2 separate regions of the Hordeum vulgare genome follow, and region 2 is linked to region 1. The links are chromatin contacts, called in public Hi-C maps. All regions are on one chromosome and are shown on one strand. The core of a region is the stretch at or near the end of the contact, and the rest is flanking DNA. Distances in the headings are between cores, read along the strand shown.

Region 1 (6,328 bases), core at 1,127-3,626:
CCTTATCACCAAACTATTTGTCACCGATAATTCCAGTGCTTGCAGAGAATACCTTACAAAAAAACGCTTTTCATTTCCTTCTGCTCCTCGTTGGGTTCGACACTCTTACTTGTCGAAAGGACTACGATAGATCCCCTACACTTGTGGGTCATCACGCCCACAATTTCAAATCCGCGAAAACCCCGCGACATTTCGATCCGATTGGATCCCGCGTCCACCTTTCAAAAACAAGGTGATTCTGCCGCCGAACACTCTGTCTATCCGAAGGACTCGAATCACTCGGATATGCGCATATGTGATCAAGAAAGTTCCATTCGGACGCAAGTGGGGTTAGTCCTAACTCTCGCTTGATCACTCGGAGCCCTTGGCCCACATACACCCGAGTCGTTGATGTCTCTCTTCTAGAGATGGTCAAATGTTACCGAATGAGGACCTCCGGGTCAATCCGACCATTCGAAATCTTCCAATCCTGAATTCTTGGTGGTTTATTTTGGATCCGAGTGAAACAATCCGGAGCTGCTTTCTAGGTGTCCCCGAGACGCCAGAGACACCGCGAAGTGTCTGTCACGCGACCAGTTAAACTTCAACTGATTCGGGGGCTACTGACGGGGTTACCTACTAAGGTTAGGGTCATGGAGTTGTCATCCAGGGTCCACCTAGCCCCCCCCCCCCACAATCATTGAAGTCCTAAGTCAACCGATGCAACTCTGGTTTCATCCGACATATGGACACTCGACCATCCTCAAGTCAGTCGGACATGTACCAACACTCGGACCAGGGCAAGCGTGAACGAAAGGGCTTCAATGGCCAAGGGACTTAACATCTCACATAAAGCACAGTGAAGACCAATGTTACTAGTAACACCATAGTTAGAGCTACTGTTACTAGTAACTTCCATAGTTATTAGTCATTTAATACCCTTGTAATGGGACGTAGCGGGCCTGACGAACTCTATATAAGCTCTCCCGATGCTCTTCGACAAGGGTTAAGCACCGTGTGTATTCACACCCCTAATAAGCAAACACTAAGTCTCTCGGCTCGAGACGTAGGGTCTTTACCACTTCCGAATGGGGCCTGGACTCCTACATCCGAGTGTTACACATGCGCCATAGCTAGGCTCCGCCCCCTCATCCGTACCCCTCGTACTATTGTCAAGCTCGTTCCCTCGACATCTGTCGCCGCCACTTTCGCTCGCCGTCTGCTACTTAAAGCTCGTCGTCCTTCACTTTACTCTAGTAGATATGCCCCCATGCCACCGGACAACTTATCTAATGTCGGAGCGTCGACTACAACTACTTGATCAGGTCCTTGCAAGGCACGAAGACTGGATAGCCGCGGGGCTACCTCCGGATGTGTTAGATCCGGAGGAGGAGGAGGAGGAGCATGAGGACGGGGAGAAGAAGGAGGAGAGAGAGGAGGAGGAGGGTGTGAGGGACGCAGGGGCCGCGGATCTGCAGGCGGAGCAACATGTGATCCTTGATTCCTTCTGGTCGAAATCGACGACGAAGGCCAAGCGACGTGGTTTGCAAGAGGCGGAGGTGGAGCACACCACAGACGTCGACGAGATGCACGCGACTATGAAGGAGGAGTGGCCAAAACCCTCCTACGCGCCCATCTAATATGTAGTTTATAGAGGTGGAGCACACCACAGACGTCGGCCCGGACGTCGTGAACATTTTCGACAACAACAAAGTGTAGTTTATAGACTAGTATGTATGTCATCTTTTGTATGATTTGTATGAATTTAAGAAATAAAATATAAGGTATTCGGATCCATAGCATAAAATATAAAATAAATGTGTCTAGGGCACGTCTACATGTAACATAATTATTATACATCTAAATGATTAAATTAAATATATATAAAAAATACCCACATAAATCCCTATGTGATATCAATGATATAGAACTTAGATGTGTAATACTTATCTCACATGGTGTTTTAGCAAAATTGATATTAATTATGATTGGTTAATGTATATACGGTTCATGATCATTTGAGTGGCCGGGTTTGTTAAGTGTGGCTGTGGATGCTATAATTCCGTCGGAGAGCCAGCCGCTGTCGTGCAGCCGGTCCCATGCATGCACGTGCCCTGCGGCGCCGGTCAAGATGGCGCGAGGGGTGGTGGGGGGGCGCACCGACCGCAGCCAATGCCACCACCGCCATCACCGCGGCTGCGCGCATGGGATCCCACGTTCGCGCCCCGGTCACTGCTGGCCATTCGCTGGCCTGCGCATGTGGAGATGCTGGAGCGCCGTGCGCGCTTCACAACGTGGGTGCTCGAAGAGTTTAAGAAGGTTTTTATAGTCCAACGATTTCCTGTGCTGAGACTTGGAAGCAGATGCTTTGTTGTGCTTAGGGCCAAACTTGTTCGTAATACGTGGACCATCGCAAGCTTGGACTATCCAACGGTAATCAGATCCATCCAGTGAAACACAAGACCGAGCAAATTTTGCTGCCAAGGCAACGACCGCTGCGACCACCGGTCGAGCAGGCTCCGCTCCAACACGGGCATTTCCCCGCCGCGCTCAGCTCAGTCCACTCCAAGCGCATACGCTCCCCCACCGCAGCATTCCGCCGCGGCGCCACGCCACCCTGTGACCTACCACGCGCACGCGCTCCCCCTCTGCGTACACGCTGTCGAGCCAGTCCTCCTCCTTCCTTCCTCCCCAGTCCGTCCCGCTCTCTGCTCTCTGCTCTGCTCTCCACAGTGCAGCTCCACTGACTGAATCACCTGCTCTTCCTGTCGCTTCATCCGCCCAGCTACTCATTTCCCAAGACCGCCGGGCTCGACCCGCCGCAATGTGGCGGCTTCTCGCGCTGGTGGCGTGCGCCGCCGTGCCGGCAATGGCCGGCGACCCCTACGCCTTCTTCGACTGGGACGTCTCCTACGTCACCGCAGCGCCCCTCGGCGTCAAGCAGCAGGCAAGCTTAAGCTAGCAGCCATTTTACTCTCATATCACTCGTCGCGCAGCGCAGGCATTGTCCTCTGCTCCCCACCCTCCGTCTCGTTTTTAAGGAGCCGTTGTTTCCTTGTCGCCGGTAGGTGATAGGCATCAACGGCAAGTTCCCGGGCCCCGTCGTCAACATCACCACCAACTGGAACGTCGTCGTCAACGTGCTCAACGACCTCGACGAGCCCCTCCTAATCACCTGGTGCATGCCCATTCCCCCTCTCTCTCTCGCGCGCGCGCGTGTTGCCGCCATTGATTTGATTCCTTCGAGTCGCAGCAGGCAGGCCGCTGAGAATTGTGTTGCGCGGTGGCATGCAGGAACGGGATCCAGCACCGGAAGAACTGCTGGCAGGACGGCGTGCTGGGCACCAACTGCCCCATCCCGGCCGGGTGGAACTGGACGTACGAGTTCCAGGTCAAGGACCAGATCGGCAGCTTCTTCTACTTCCCCTCCACCGGCCTGCAGCGCGCCGCCGGCGGCTTCGGCGGCATCGTCGTCAACAACCGCGCCGTCATCGCCGTGCCCTTCGGCCGCCCCGACGGCGACATCACCATCCTCATCGGCGACTGGTACAACAGGAACCACACGGTGCGTCGTCGTAAAACACGCGGTTCCGGCCACCAAGCTAATCACAGCGCCGCACTGATTTCTTATGAGAGATACAGTGCCACATTGGCTTAATTGCTTGACCATGTGATTCCGCGCTGCAGGATCTGAGGAAGATGCTTGATGAAGGGAAGGAGGTCGGGATGCCGGACGGCGTGCTGATAAACGGCAAGGGCCCGTACCGGTACAACGACAGCCTTGTGCCGGCCGGCATTGAGCATGAGACCATCGACGTGCATCCCGGTAATTCACTGCCCCCTATCATAGCATCCTGGTACTTGCATTCTGGGTTGGCAACTTGCTGGACAGGGTTAAAAAAAACTTGGCAAGTGGGGGAGCAGGGTGCGCAAGTTGCATCGCTTTTATTCAGAGCTCTGTTTTCTCCCTGTATGAGAATCTTGTCTCAGAGCGTTAGAGTAGTGTGGTTCCAGTAAAGAGGAAGAGAATACGAGCAGTGTGGCTTTTTGGCAAGACGTTTTCTAGATTGCATTTTGTAGAAGTTTAATTTGGTCTCTAGGGTGTTTTGTGAGTTTAATTTGCTCCGTCCTTCTTTATATCCAGACAGTAGAATTTAGTGCACAATATTTACTGATAAACGCTTGCATTTCTCGAGAGTTATGTGGCTAAAATATTCTACTAATACTAATAGTAATATCATGCTAGATTTCCCTTTAGGTAAGTCAACTGATAAAAAGATCAACAACTTCAAGCTACAGGCCAGAATAAAGTTCAGCAGCCTAGCCATGAGAGTTAAGATTAAGAATTCAGAATCCCAGTTAAAATGTATGTGCATGCGATTCTAGTCCAACACTGTGCAATTCTTAAAAAAAAAGGGGACTGACTAGCAATCAATCAACTGAAAACCCAATTTGGGCCAGTCAATTTTCTTCCTTGGCATGCCATGTGAATTGCTGCCCCACTAACAACATGCGGGCTCCACATAGTCAATTTCCTCTCCTGGAAACATGCTAGTTATTTTTCACATCATCGCAAGGCAGGCCCAGGATAGTTGAGTTTATGGTGTAGATATTTCTAGAACTAGACAATTTACCGTGCGTTGCTGTAGGAATTTTTGATAATATGTTTAGATAATACTTGTTTATGTGAAACGTGAATATTACCATTGACAATATAAACATGAAAATACAAATATATGTTATTTATCAACTTGATTAGTTTATTGTTGCAAAATAGTTTTAGAAGATAAGTAGCATAATGTTAGTTTAAAATTCCTTGAAGTTGTCCACATGGGTGTCTTCTTCTTTGAGTAAAAAATGGGCATGAGTAGTGAGGATGACCCTCTTCCCGCGCGTTGATGCGGTAACTTTGTTAAAAACATGTATACGTAGTTGCTAAATCTAATGAAAAAAGTATAAACTTTAAAATCAATAAAAGAAAGTGACTATAAATAGAATAAATTTTTAAATCACAGTTTAAAAGGTTATTTCGAACAAAAATATGAAGGATCGCTAACATGAATATATAATGTGACAACGTTACATGCATAGTCTAATGCAAAAAATTATTTGTAGTTTATAAGAAATGCATCACTCGCTCATGTGCCTGATTTTGTATGTCCTGGTGGGAGGGAAGACTTAAATGCATTTCTTTGTGGGATGTTGTGGACACTTTGCATGTTGAGAACGCTTATGTGGCAGATTTTGCATGGTTTAGTGGGAGAGATGATTTAAATGCATTGCTTAGTGGAACGTTGAGGTGGACACTTTGTATGTTGAGAGAATTGAGACCAACTTCTTAAGAATGTAAGATACCATCGCAAAGTTCCCTAAGAAAGAGAACTAATGCACATGATATTAGCAATTAAAAAGAAAAATGAAAATAATAATTAGACAAATAATGACAAAATTTGTACACAATTTATAGAGAAATTGCGCATTTTTATAATATGCAAGAATAAGCATACAATAGTGATTTTTTTATAAAATGCTTTCTAAGCATAAATGGATTAGTAGCAGTGGCATTTCCCTTAAATAAGAAAAAAGGGAAAAATGAAGTATTCTTAAAATAATGAATTAGTAGAATTGGTATTACCCTTTCAGCAGAAAGAAAATGAAGTAAAAACTAAAATCAAGTCAAAATAATGAAGTTCGTAAGAAAGAATGAATTAGTGACATTGGTATTATCTTTTCACGAGAAAGAAAATTAAACCTAAACTAAAACGAAATGGAAATAACGAAGCTTTATGTGGAAGAATAAATTAGTGGCATTGTTGCCACCCTTTTAGAAGAAACAAAATGATAGAAAGTATAACAAAAATAAATATTCAAGTTTTTTTAAGAAAGACTCAATTAGTGGCGTTGATGCTACCCTCAAAGAAAATGAAATCAGAAGTACTATAGAACAACGACAAAATTTGCACACAGTTAACACATGAATTGGGCTTTGTTATAATATGCAAGAGTAAACATATAATAGTGGGGTTTTTTTGTAAAAAGGAAGTTTCCAAAAGAAATAATGAATTAGTGGCATTGGTATTTGATCTATGGTGTCTCTACTTATCCAAATCAAAGTGAGTATATTATAGTGAGATTTCTGCAAAAAAGGTGTTCTAAAAAAGTAATGGATTAGTGACATCGGTATTACCCTTACAAAAGAAACGAGATGAAAACTAGGATAAAATAAAAAATGAAATAAAAACTAAAAAATATTAAAATATATGATGTTTTCTAGGAAAAATGAATTCGTGGCATTGGTATTACCCTAACAATAAAATTAAAACATAATGAAAACAATCAAGTTTTCTAA
Region 2 (7,059 bases), core at 342-2,841, 160 kb after region 1:
TAGAAAACCAACAAGGTTGATCGGCTAGGGAGAGAGATCGGGCTAAAATGAGCTTGTGGAGCAACAATGGAGCTTAGAGGGGTTAAAGGTGAACTCTAGGAAGAAGAAGATACCTTTATATATTAGGGGGTGGGCAGATCCACCCGTTACCCACCTACCACATAAAAATACAAGCGGTACTACCGCTCCTGGAGCTGTACTACCGCTCAGCTTCTCACCAACCACGGTAGTACCGGGATACTACCGTGCCAACACCTCCGTGGGGAAAAGTATGCGAAAAAGCCCGTCAGAGCGGTAGTAAAATAATACTACCGCACTGAGGGCGGTAGTACCGCACTTGGAGCGGTAGTAAAAAATTACTACCGCACCTGGGGCGGTAGTACCGCTCCTGGAGCGGTAGTAAAAATTTACTACCGCTCTCAGAGCGGTACTACCGCTGTGCCAGCGGTACTACCGCTGTTACAACGGTACTACCGCTTACCCTTTTCGCATAGACATAGAAAACACACATTGGGGCTCCATTGTGGCCAAAATATAGGAGGGTGCATGAAGAGTGTGCGTGAAGATTCCACCCAAACCTTTCCGACGCGGACCCCCTCTTAATAAGAAGACTTTCCTACGACTCAAGACTAAGAAGAGAAACGTAGAAGAAAGTCCGTCTTCGAGAACCTCCGAGGGGCGTCGAGTCATCTTGTGCCTAGAAGAGAATAGTCTGAAATGCTCAAGACACAAGATTAGTCCGCACAACAATTGTCATCAATCACTAAAACCATTTAGGAGAAATATGCCCTAACAGTCATTGTGGTTATGCGCCTCATTATGCTAGTTTGTTGAGTTTGCTTCTATAGCTTCTTTTATGATGGGGTTGTGGAAAAGAAAGTTTGGACATGTTTAGTTGTTGATCTAGTTCTGATGGCAATGGATAGTGCTTTTATGTGAGTAGCTCCTTTTGAGGATGTTGAGCCGACGATGTTATAGTCGCTTGGATCACTCTCTTGATTCTTAAGCATGGTAGTTGTCAAATTCTTATGGTACTTTGTGTTATGGTGATGAACTGACCCTTCTTTTATTGAAAAAGACCTAGAAAGCACAATGCAAGGAAAAGGAGAATACTTATGATGATGTGTTAGCTTCATCCTTTAAATACTCCATCCGTCTCAAAATAAGTGTCTCGAGCTTAGTACTACTTTGTACTAGAGCTAGTACAAAGTTGAGACACTTATTTTAGAACGGAGAGAATATGTTCATAAGAATAGGACGTGCATGTGCCTGTTCATAAAGACGAATGTATGTATGTATGCGGTCTATACTGTATTAAAAAAGAAGAAGCCTAAATCGCACACAAAAACAAGTGTAAAAATGTTTTGTCGTATTTCAAAAAAACATGTTTAAACACTGTCCAACAAAACATGTCGAGAAGACAAATGTCACATGGAACGGTTTATTTTCTACAGGGCCCTAGGAAATATCACGAACTTAGCAGTCAACGAGTTTTTACAAAATCATCAAGGTACCATGAGCAAACTATAACTATTCTTCTCGTGTTTTTTTTAAAGTCAAGTAGTACAAAATCACGAGCGTAGAAGCATCTTCTGTAACAAACACCATCTTCTGTAACAAACAACCACCCTCCGTCCCTGAGCCGAGCCAAGAAATTCCAAGTCTTTCCTCTCGACGGAGACAAGCTTGCCGCTTTTCCTCTCCCAGATCCCCCACCTCCTCCCCAACTCCGCTCCATTCTCCACCGCCCCCACCGCCGCCCCCTCTCCTCTTCTCACCGCGCTCCGCGTGCTCTGCCTCGAATCCCCGCCTCGCAAATCCGCAATTCGCACCGGTGAACAACCGCTCTCGCCGGCGGCGGAGACGTCCGGGGGTCGGCGCGCCCGCGAATCGCGCAGCCATGCTCCAGAAGTTCGCGCTCGCGTTCAAGACCAAGACCATCGAGTTCTTCGCCGAGGAGGACGAGGACGAGTATGCCGCGGCGGGGGAGGGCGGGATCCTCGCTGGCCAGCGGGTGCTCGTACTGAAGCCCGACCCGCAGAACCCTAGTAGCCCCTTCGGCGGGGATGGGGGGAACGGGTCGGCGTCCGGAGAGGAGGCTGCCGTGGCGGCGGCACTCGCGACGACGTCTTCGTTTCAGGCGGCGTACCTGCACCTGCAGGCGGCGCACACGCCGTTCCTGCCGGAGGCGGCCGCCGCCGCGGACGCCCTCGCGGTCTCGCACCTCCGGCGGCTGTCGGAGCTAAAGCGGCTCGCGTCGGGCGCAGCGGAAGACGGCTCCCTCACGGCCCACCTCGAGGACCAGGTGCGGGAGAACCAGGCGCTGCTGCGGTCGTTCGACGCCGTGGTGAACCGCATCCAGGCCGCGCTCGATGCCAAGGACGCCGCGGCCGCCTCTCTTCGCTGGGAGCTCGCGGCGTTGGCGGACGGCAACGCGCGCCTTGCCGGGCGCCTCGACCGCGCCCTCGCGCCACAGCCGGGCGCGGGTGGCGGCGACGCCTTGGGCGCCATGCTGTCCGCCAGCGTCTTCGATTCCGTCCTGCGCGACGCTCTCCGCGTCGCCCACCGCTTCACCCGTGCCCTCGCCGAGCTCCTCCGGTGCGCAGGATGGGACCTGGCCGACGCGGCGGCAGCTGCCTACCCGGGTATTGCCTACTCCAAGCATGGCCACTGCCGCTACGCTCTCCTCTCCCGTGTCTGCCTATCCATGTTCGACGGCTTTGACTCCTACCAGTTCGGTGGCACAAGCGATGCTGCTGCCCTGGAAGGAATGGAGCTTGCAGTTCGCAGGAATGAATCGTTGCAGCAATTCATCGAGCACTCTGATGCAGACCCCATGGAGCTCATGAGTTCAAGCCCAGACTGCGAATTCTCGCAATTCTGCGATCGGAAGTACAAGCAGCTCATCCATCCAGGCATTGAATCCTCATTGTTTGGAAATTCAGACTGCAGGGCGTTGCCGGTGATGGCTGCAGCCGGTCCACTCTACGAGTTGTTCATCACGATGGCAAGCTCGATATGGACACTTCACAGATTGGCCTGGGCGTATGACCCTGCAGTCGGCATATTCCAGGTTAGCCGGGGCACAGAGTACTCATCGGTGTACATGGAGAGCATTGTGCGGCCTAAGGCATTCTCAGCAAGCAAAGAGGTCGGGAGGACGGTGCGCCCGAAGGTCGGGTTCACGGTGGTGCCGGGCTTCCGGCTCGGCGGCACGGTGATCCAATGCAGGGTGTACCTAGAGTCCTAGACTGGAGATGGATGGAGGAATTATAGATTCAAATGATATGAAACAATATAGTGAAAAATAAACTGTACATTTGGGAAACGAAAGGAGGTTGTGTAAAGGCGATCAAAGATCAGTATGCTATTGAGATAAACCCCTTGGAATCGAAGTTGCTACTTGATAATAAGAGTAGAAAGAAAGCTATTTATCTTTTTGATTTAGTTTGGGCTTGTGTAAAAGGGGGTGTTCTTGATTTGTAGCGTTGTACAAAAGTTCAGAGAGGTGTGTTCTAACATTGTCAAAGAGTCACTGCTACTACCGCTTTCCTAATTTTGGGTAATTTATCTGTTGATAGTTGGATTCGTTTTGCTGATATTATATACAGTAATTATTTATGAATTTTGTCTGTGTAAATCTACAGGCTCGTAATATTGCGTTCTGTCTCGTGTGAAATGTTCAGATTTCCATTAACTCCGGCCAGTTGAGATGTCGGCATCTTGATTCAGGACAGCAGTGCGTGGTGCTTTTGCAACTGCTGTTTACTGTGCTTCTGTTGGGTACATGGTTGATGGATGTGTGTGCTTAGACCCAAGATTGATCCGGGCAGTTTACACACACTTTCTGCCTTGAGGCCGGGCATCTTTCCGTTCGTTCGCTCACGAGGAAGATTGTCAACTCCCTCCACCGTCCAGCTGTTGGCATTCATCAGGGCTCTCCAGAGGATCTCTTCTTCCCCCTTTTCCATTGATGAAAACGTTTCGTGCTGATGCAGCTACGCGGGCCATTGATAACGTCCGGACAGTCAATACAAATGCCCGGACCAAACTCCAGCTTGTCACCTAGGCTGGTGAGCAGTGACCACCTCCTCCTCCTTTCTGTTGCTTCTTCGGAGTGGGGCTCGGATGTTCGTTGCTTCGGCTTTAGTCCATGGCAGAGGAGCTGGCGCGTGCTCTGATGCTGTCCGTGTGCTCGGGCGCTCTCCTTTTTGACCTTGCAATGCAATGATAAAGGAGCCGGGTTCCTGATTCCTGTCGTGCTTCCTTGGCGGGTTACAGCGCGGTGGCCGCGGCCGCGTGCTCCTTAGTTATTCCCTCGATCGCCTGAAGCTTGCTGCTTTAGGCCCTGTTTGGTTTCAATAAGTCAGGTGATTTAAAACCAGTGACTTATAAGTCATGCCCCGTTTGGTTGTCATCTGACTTATAAGTCATTTTTTCATGTAAAAGTAGATGACTTATAAGTTTTAAGTTGGGGTGGAGCAACTTATGACTTATAAGTTGGGATGACTTATAAGTTAGGTCTGTTTGGCAAAATAAGTCACTTTTTGCACTTTTCAACTTATAAGTTGGTGACTTATTTGAAACCAAACAGGACCTCTGCCGACCTGCCGTTGGGACTTGTGAGTAGTGCTGCTAGAGATCTTCAGACTCAAATGAAAGATCAAAGAGGATACAAACATAAAAAACACACATTAATCCTATATATAGCTGACACACACAGCCAATACAACGCACACATAAAAATATCACGCCGACAACTAGCAAAGTCATGTAAGACCAACGCTATTCATAGGCAAAAAAATAATGAAAATATAACTAAGGTGATCGGATCTGTTATCATCAAACCACAACAATGCACATATTCACACCAACCATCTCATAACACCATACAGACAACCAGAGGCGGATCCTCTTGGGGACCATACTGGGCCATGGCCCGGTCTTCCGACCCAAAAACAAGAGTATTTGACTCAATAAAATCTGTAAATAGTGACCCATCTAACCACCCAAAAACATGAGTATTTGACTCAATAAAATCAGTAAATTGTGGCTCATCTAAGGTAGTTTCTTTGTTTGGCACGTGCTAGCACTTTGGGCTTAGCATTTGGACCCTCCTTACTTTTTTGTCACGGTTCGCCACTGTAGACAACAAGATTCTATAATAGCAATGCCTTAGAAAGGGAACGATAAATTTTTGCCGTCACTAGAACCAACCATCGAATAGATAGAGGCGTGAGCTTAATGAGCACAAGAACAAGTGTCCATAGAGACACAGAGAGACTAACACCGTTGAAGAACAAAAACTTCACACAAAGAGGATTTAGTCCAGCCTCTCCTTTCAGAAATGAAGTGTATGCCTTAGGAAAACTTCAATGTGGCGACACATTTTTTCCGCCCGCGTCCATTTGTGTTCGCACGAACAAAAACACGGTCCAGCGATGCAACCAGATGTGTGTCCGTTTTTTGTCCGCCGCAACGCATTTTTGCCCAAATTTGGGCCCATTTTGTGTTGGCGTAGACGCCCGCGACGCCCACCCTTGTCCTCCCCGTTGCCCATCCGTCGGTGGCACAACCACCCCATTCCTCCTCTCTCCATAAACCCTCCCACCCATGCTAGTGGTGGAGCCAAGTATTTGCTCCTGGGTATTCTTGTATTTTTTTACCAAAGCAATATAATAGAACTTCTTTTGCGAAAGCTATATAATAGAACAATATATGTACAGTAAGATGGCAACATCAAACCATACATCTTTAATAGTAGAAAAATATCATTGTGGAAATATCTCTAACAATTAAGAAAGATTAAAATAGCAAAGGAAGTTAGAATATAACTTTATGATTCCCTTTTTGGAAGAAATTGATGACATCCTCATCTTTCATTTGCTTGAAGAATTCTCTCTCAACGAATGTAACCAAGCAATTGTTCAAATGTTCATCACCCATTTTGTTTCTTAGTGAGTTCTTCACACGTTTCATTGAGGAAAACACACTCTCAACGCTGGCAGTGGCTACCGGAAGAGTGAGCACCAACTTAAGAAGTTTGTAAACAATATAATATTGTTCATTCTTTCTTGTCTCAACCATCAGAACTGAAAGCTCACATAGATTCCTCAAATTGCTAGACCTTTTATCCATACGCACATGAGAAATGTACATGCTTAATTGCCATGGAAGTCTTGACAATTCATCATTCATGACATTCTTAGCATAAAACTTTCTAGCAAGCCTAACCAACTTCTCTTTACCATAAGCAGCAGATGAATCACGTGGACTGGAGGCTACCATGCAAGTAAGTAGTTTAGTGTTTACCTCATCAAATCTTGCATCCAGCTCTTGAAGTTGCCTATCAAAGACATCTACAAACATTTCAACCTTGAAGTGTTGGTAATTCCTTGCGCCATTGAAGAACCCTCTTTTTGGTCTCCCAGCAGGATAGTAAGGAGCCTCCATGTCAACAACTTTGACCTTGTGTTTTACACAAAAAGAAGTGACATTCTTAAGAAAATCATTCCACCCTTCATCTTCTCGCTAGCATTGCAAGTGTATTCTGAAGAAAATCATTCCACCCTTCATTTTTTGCAAGCTTTGTACGATCAACAATCTCCATAACATTAACAATATCTTGATCTTTCTTTGCAAAGCTCTACTCAAGTCATCGGTGTATTCAAATATTTCTTGCGATAAGTGTGGCATGTCAAATGTCTGAAATGATGTCAACATAGTCATTGTTGCTACTGCCTTTGTGCCATTATACTCATTTGCAATTTTGATGAAAACACGCCTTATTGCGGGATACATAGAGATAACATGGTTGACAGTATTGTAGTGAGAGCCCGAACAAGTATCACATGGCCTTCCAATACCCATTTCTTGATTCAAACCCATCCTGGTTTCTACTTCTTCCAACTCTAATGCAACAATACGTTCCTCAACTTGAGCTGTTCGAAGCATTCTCATCTTTTTACAACAATAGCCTAGAACATTTCGCAAAGATGCCAGCTTTTGAAAGAACCAATTACAATCACTACTGTCCTTTGCAACAAAAACAGGAGTTAA

Evidence for each region. A called contact is a pair of places that touch in the nucleus more often than the background predicts.
Region 2: a contact with region 1 is called in a Hi-C map of leaf, with 4 times the contacts expected there. The contact joins the promoter of LOC123433975 here to the promoter of LOC123433959 in region 1. A contact is called at or near these places in 4 of 6 Hi-C or Micro-C datasets (leaf and seedling) and 1 of 1 datasets of contacts at active chromatin or transcription factors (embryo).

The regions. Positions count from the first base shown.
Region 1 is chr1H:325,391,375-325,397,702 of MorexV3_pseudomolecules_assembly, forward strand. LOC123433959 (monocopper oxidase-like protein SKU5) reads left to right here and starts at 2,377. Exons shown (of 6, transcript XM_045115485.1): 1 at 2,377-2,926; 2 at 3,048-3,157; 3 at 3,274-3,544; 4 at 3,667-3,805. The coding sequence starts at 2,804.
Region 2 is chr1H:325,555,263-325,562,321 of MorexV3_pseudomolecules_assembly, forward strand. LOC123433975 (protein GRAVITROPIC IN THE LIGHT 1) reads left to right here and starts at 1,592. Exons shown (of 1, transcript XM_045115486.1): 1 at 1,592-3,625. The coding sequence starts at 1,901. The coding sequence ends at 3,250.